Linked DNA regions of Sus scrofa: region 1 is linked to region 2. A link is a contact called in public Hi-C data. All regions are on one chromosome and are shown on one strand. Each heading gives the region's core, a stretch centred on a gene start, on an enhancer-like site or on the middle of the called end of the contact. The rest is flanking DNA. Distances are from core to core; before and after follow the strand shown. Region 1 has its middle 200 kb from the start of FAM46A. Region 2 holds the start of FAM46A (protein FAM46A).

Region 1 (2,927 bases), core at 352-2,851, 200 kb after region 2:
TGATGTTAGCCTGCTCTTTGCTTGTACTGTCACACAGCAGTTCAGTAGAGTTTCATTCTCTCGTTTCCAAAATAATATAATCTTTCTGCATATTACCATGCCAAATTACTCACACATTATCTGTCACCATTCAGAGCCTTCCTCATTTTTATCTAATAGTCTTTAAGATTCTTTAACAAAAGTAATGTAACGAGTTGAAAGGGGAAATAAATATCTCAAGTCTTACTTGCCTTGGAAGAGATTGAACATCTTAGTGGATTTTCTAGGTGAGAAAAATCTCAAATATTTTGAAAAACTCCCCCATCACTAGTCTTTGAGTTGAAAAGAAAAAAAAATGTAAAAAGGAAATAGCTATTATATGCCCTGGTTCTTCTTCTGTTCAGTCTGTGACAGTTGGATCACACTTCTTTCACTCAGGGCAGCTCTCCCAACCTACTCAGGCAGAATTTTCACAGGCTTTTCTCTTATCTGAGTTTCTCTGTGAACCTCACCTCCATTTCTGTTACTTTATCTAATTTAGGAGATAAGCAAGGTCAAAAACAAACAAAAAGAGCTGCCAAAGAAATAATAGAGGCTTTTAATCTCCCTCCTGAATTGGAACATTCTTACCCACCAAAAGTAATGTAAATTAAAATACAATGAGTCATCCTTCTCTGTCATTTCCATGATTATCACACCTGTTGTCCACCTTTGCAAGAAAGGTTATTCACTGAGAATAATGGCTCACACTGCCCACCCCTCTTCAAGGACTCTCTAGCTGTCTGTACTCATAAATAGCATCTGTAAAATTAATTCTAACTGGCACTTTCTTCAGTCTAGGTCCTAGAAATCACTAGACCTGCCTGCCCTGCTTTTGAGCAAGGATCTTCTTACCTAACTTAAACTCTGAGCAATTCGGGCACATGATGCTGACCTCAAGTACCCTAGAAGGAGCCCTGAAATTCAATATGTGTAAAGCAAACCAAATTTGATTTGTTAGCAATAGAAAAGGCAACATCATGTAGCATCATTCATTCTTTATCAAGAGAAAGTTTGAATTTCTTCTATTATGGTTTAACAGTAGTTTGAAATTGTGATACATTTACATTTTATTTGAATACCATTAAAAAGCTATTGGTTAATACAGCAATAAATAACAGGTGAGACATAACCACTACAGTCTTTATTGTTTTAACTCACGGTCACATTTGACTTCACCCAAAGAGATAGGTGCTATGATCTTCATTTTTCAGAAGCAGAAACTGAGGTTTAGTAAGATGAAACAAGTTATTATAACAGGGTAGGTGCATACTCAGTAGCATGGGCAACCGTTAGCACATGACCGTTAGAGGCCCCACTCTGCCACAGTCTCAGGCAGTGGTCCTCATGGTAGAAAGAGTGTGGTGAGAAATGGATCTCCACCTTCTCCCTAAGGTCCTTCAGCCTTGGGCTGGTGGGTAGGCTAGAGGTCCCGCAGACACCCTGAGGCCTGTGTCCTAAAGAGCTCCAGAGTCCTTGCCACCAGGGCTGCCCTTTAGCCAGGCCCAGGCCCCATGTCCATGACCTGAGGGTGGGAGCAGTCTCCCTGAGTAGCTTTCTCTGGGACCCTGCCACTGTTTGGATGGCCTGAAGAGGCTGAGAGCTGACTAGTTCCTGGGCACTAGCAAGGGCAGTGATGACAGCTGGGCAGGGTCTGGGCACCTGGCCTGGAGGGTGCCGCCAACTGAGATCTGGGCCTGGACACTGGTGGGAGGACCTAGACTGGATGCCGGACAAACATTCCCAGGCAGGGTAACCAGCCTGTGAAGGGACCGCTTCCTCTTAGCCAGGACCTCTGGTCTTGCTTGGGACCTTGAACAAGTAAGATGAGGGATAATGATGCTGTTTTGCTTATGGGATTTGTTTGCTTTGTTTATGAGAAATGTAAAGTATTAAAAGCCAAGGATGCTTGGAGACAGAATTTAATGCCTGTCCCTCCCTTTCTTGTATATTACATCTTTAGATAAAAAGTTTCAGAACAGAGAATATCATTTGTTTTGATTGAGGTTTACAAGAACATCATGACCTGACCTACATGGACAGCTGCAAGAACAAAGGATCCAACACCAAAAAGTTTGCAACAACTAACCACACCCCTCCCTCACCTTTCCTATAAAAGGCTTTGCTAAAAGACTTCCAGGAGTTTGTTTTTTTTTTTTTAAGGCGTGAGCCACCTGTCTCCTTGCATGGCCCTGCGGAAAACTTTTCCCTGCTCCAAACTCTGATATTTCCCTATTGTTTGGCCTCACTGCACATTTCACATCAGGCACACGAATCGGTAATATTATTACCATGTATTGAATAAGAATTGGAGGAGTAATTGAATCAGAATTTTATCTTTTAAAGTCTGTGTTCTCCATTTTGCTGTACCACCTCAAGAAAGACCAATTATACTAATTCTGAATCTGCTTAACAGAACTTGTAATAATTTAATCAAAGCAGTCATATGGACTTGTACCTGAGATTAGATGTGTTAATTGAACAAATATTTACTAGGTGAGAGTTAAATTCAACAAATATCTACTGAGTGAGAGTTATGTATCAGGTGATTTCTTTTTTTCCTAAGTTCTTCAAATACCTTTTAATTTTAGTTGTATGGACACCCGTTTGGGAAGATAATACTCATTTCCCAAGTAGGAGTAAAAGACAATGATTTCATCTGTTGTCAACTGTGTAGAGCCTACTAGAAATCTTTAATTCATTCTGTTTCTTCTTTCAGGCTTAAGTTTGAATCTGAAGTATTTTACTTATCTTTGAAAAAAAAAAGTGACTTTTTAAAGACCAGAATTCCTAATTGTTACTGGAAGATATTTAAAACCATCATTGTTGAAATATTTCAAAACCTAACAAAACACTTAGATTCCAAAATAGTACTAAAATAAAACGGTGACCAGGCTTGAAAAATCCCC
Region 2 (2,857 bases), core at 127-2,626:
CTAGGTAGAATGGATGCACTCACGCTTGGAAGACTGGATGCAGGAGTGTGCTTCGGAATAAGCGATGGGCTCACGAAAACTATATGGTCGTCCTAGCGAACCTTTCTCAGTCCCCCGCCCAGGGACAAGTGCTTAGGGATGATGGCCTCCCTCTGAGGTCCAGCGGGTGCCTACGCTTAGGCGCGCAGCTCCGCAGGGCACCAGCAGGGGGCGGCGTTGCCCCGCAGCTGGCTGCTCCGCGGGTGACTGTTCTCCCCCTCCCCGACCCGCGCCTCCCCGCCTCCTGCTGGGAGCGGGGCCCTAGTGACGAGGCCCGGGCTCCCCAGCCCGGAGAGGGAGGGCTATGCTTCCTTGCAGGCCGGGCGGCTGGGGTCGAGCGGGGCCATGGGCGGGAGTATCCAGCCCGCCTCTGTCCCCGCCGTGGCCTCAAGACGAAGGAAAGTGGCTCTCAGTTTGGAAAAGGGTAGCGAGCGGCCAGAATTGACGGCAGGAAGAAAGGGGGCGCTTTCTAGCAAACGCGGGCCTCGAGCGCTAGTGCCCGCGGAGGTAAGGCCACACTCCTTTCAAGCCGCGGAGGCGCCGGGAGTTGTGGGTGTGGAGGAGGGACGGTCGCAGACTTTAAACTCGTGCTTTCGCGGGTCGTGGAAAACTCGCTCACTTCACCCTGACATGTGCATTCACTTGAACAACGCAAACCTTAGTTGCCGGCGAGGAACGCGCTTCACCTCCTCAGCTTCTGGATGGAAGAACGCTCAGCCGAGCTTCCGGCCCCGCGACCTAGCGGCCGCCCACCCCTTGCGCCCCGCGTTTCCAGGCCAGCGTGCCCGCCCGGCCGTCCGCTCGGGGACGCGCGTTGGCCCGAGCCGCGCTCCCGGCCGCCGCGAGCCTCGGGTGCGCTGGGCTTGGACGCACGCTCGGCTCCGCCCCCGCGCTCCTCTGGCTCACCCCAGCCCGGCGCGCCGCCTGAGGTTTGAAGAAACGAAACTCGGGGAGCCTGCCCTGCCCGTTGCGCGCAGACACTGATTGGCACGGGGAAGTGGACCCCTTAGTTCACACTGAGGCCGAGTTTATTAATGCCATAACCGCTCTAGTGCTACCCCACACACTGTTTAAAAGGGAGGTCAAGAAGACCCTCTGGAGCCCCCGTCACTAAGCTTTGATGACGAGCCGCATCCGGCGAGAATTTTGAGAAGTTTCAGCAGTTACGCGATTTTCGCCTTGATCCGGTTTTGAGGGCCAGTGAGGACTCTTGAAGTATCTGAAGTGTCTCCTCCTTGGGGAAAAGGAAGAGAGGCGTGGGTGGGTGGGCGTCCCTACATCAAATCTACCTACAGGAACTAAAGTGAACTCACGCACCGCCTCCAGCTTCGCGCCCTGGGGACCGGTCCTCAAGGAGCGCGGCTCTGCTGGGCTCCCGCCGCGGGCGCTGGGCGGGCGGGGGCGGCTCCCTATGCAGATGAGGAGGGTGTGGCGAGCATGCGGCGCCGGGCCCCGGAAGCGCCAAGCGGCCACGGTATAAAAAAAGTACTGGAGACCTTTCGCCCGCACAACTGCTAAAGCTCCAGAGACAGGAGCGTGTGCGGCGGCGGCAGCGACAGCAGGAGCCGCCACCTCTGGGACCACCGCGGCTGAGGCGCGGGCGGGGTCGAGGGGCGGGAGTGGCCGGCGCAGGCGGCAGGGGTCTGGAAAGGACTAAGTCGCTCGCCACTGCCGGGAGCGTCTTCGCGGCTCCTGGAAGTGTTGCCGCCTCGCAGTTCCTCCATCGCCGCGCTCCTAGAAGGGGCGGCCGCCTCCAGGTGACACAGACGGGACTCCCGCTTGCGCTTTCCAGATGCATCAGAGATACTTTTGGTGCGGGGCTGTTCTGCGGGGCGCGGCGCGCGCGGCTGGGGGCTGGGGGGCCTGGGGCGGGCGCGTCTCCGGGAGCTCCCGAGGCGGGAGGCGAAACGAGGAGGGGGCCGCTCCTTCCTCCGGGGGCCCGGCTCAGCCCCGCCGCCGCGCGTCCTCACCGCGCTCCCCCCACCCCCGTTTTCTTTTAGGACTGACCAGGGCCAAGTGGCATTCGGCGGGCATTTCATGGCGGAAGGCGAAGGGTACTTCGCCATGGCCGAGGACGAGCTGGCTGGCGGTCCCTACATCCCCCTTGGCGGCGACTTCAGCGGCGGCGACTTCGGCGGCGGTGGCGGCGGCTTCGGCGGCGGGCACTGCTTGGACTATTGCGAAAGCCCCACGGCGCACTGCAACGTGCTGAACTGGGAGCAAGTGCAGCGGCTGGACGGCATCCTGAGCGAGACCATCCCGATCCACGGGCGCGGCAACTTCCCCACGCTCGAGTTGCAGCCCAGCCTGATCGTGAAGGTGGTGCGGCGGCGTCTGACCGAGAAGCGCATTGGCGTCCGCGACGTGCGCCTCAACGGCTCGGCCGCCAGCCACGTCCTGCACCAGGACAGCGGCTTGGGCTACAAGGACCTGGACCTAATCTTCTGCGCCGACCTGCGTGGGGAAGAGGAGTTTCAGACTGTGAAGGACGTCGTGCTGGACTGCCTGTTGGACTTCTTACCCGAAGGGGTGAACAAGGAGAAGATCACACCACTCACGCTCAAGGTAAAGCTACCCGAGAGAGGCCGGGGGCCCGCGGCGGACCAGGCGCGGGCGTGAGGCGCTAGGCGTGGGGGGCGCACGTTTGCTGCCCCGTCTCGTGCAGGAGCTTTGGCTTATTTTGCATTTGAGTTTTTTTTAATGGGTAAACGAAGATGCGTGAGCTGCGTTGTGTGTTCTAGTTTACTTGCTGCTTCAGTGCCCCAACTCTTCTGCTTCCTCCTCAGCTCTGCCTTCTCTTCCTTCTCCTTATATTTTA

Evidence for each region. A called contact is a pair of places that touch in the nucleus more often than the background predicts.
Region 1: a Hi-C map of heart right ventricle shows a contact between it and region 2, with 4 times the contacts expected there. The contact joins the enhancer-like site here to the promoter of FAM46A in region 2. A contact is called at or near these places in 1 of 5 promoter capture datasets (liver) and 5 of 47 Hi-C or Micro-C datasets (embryonic fibroblasts, fetal heart ventricle, fibroblasts and 2 more).

The regions. Positions count from the first base shown.
Region 1 is chr1:84,743,555-84,746,481 of Sscrofa11.1, forward strand. No RefSeq gene overlaps it. Among named protein-coding and RNA genes, the nearest start is that of FAM46A, 200 kb to the left of the region's middle. Within about 2 kb of position 1,602, at least 3 of the 83 cell types and tissues checked have an H3K27ac peak or open chromatin away from gene starts, as enhancers often do.
Region 2 is chr1:84,543,657-84,546,513 of Sscrofa11.1, forward strand. It overlaps FAM46A (protein FAM46A), which reads left to right and starts at 1,377. Exons shown (of 3, transcript XM_013992805.2): 1 at 1,377-1,796; 2 at 2,040-2,604. The coding sequence starts at 2,077.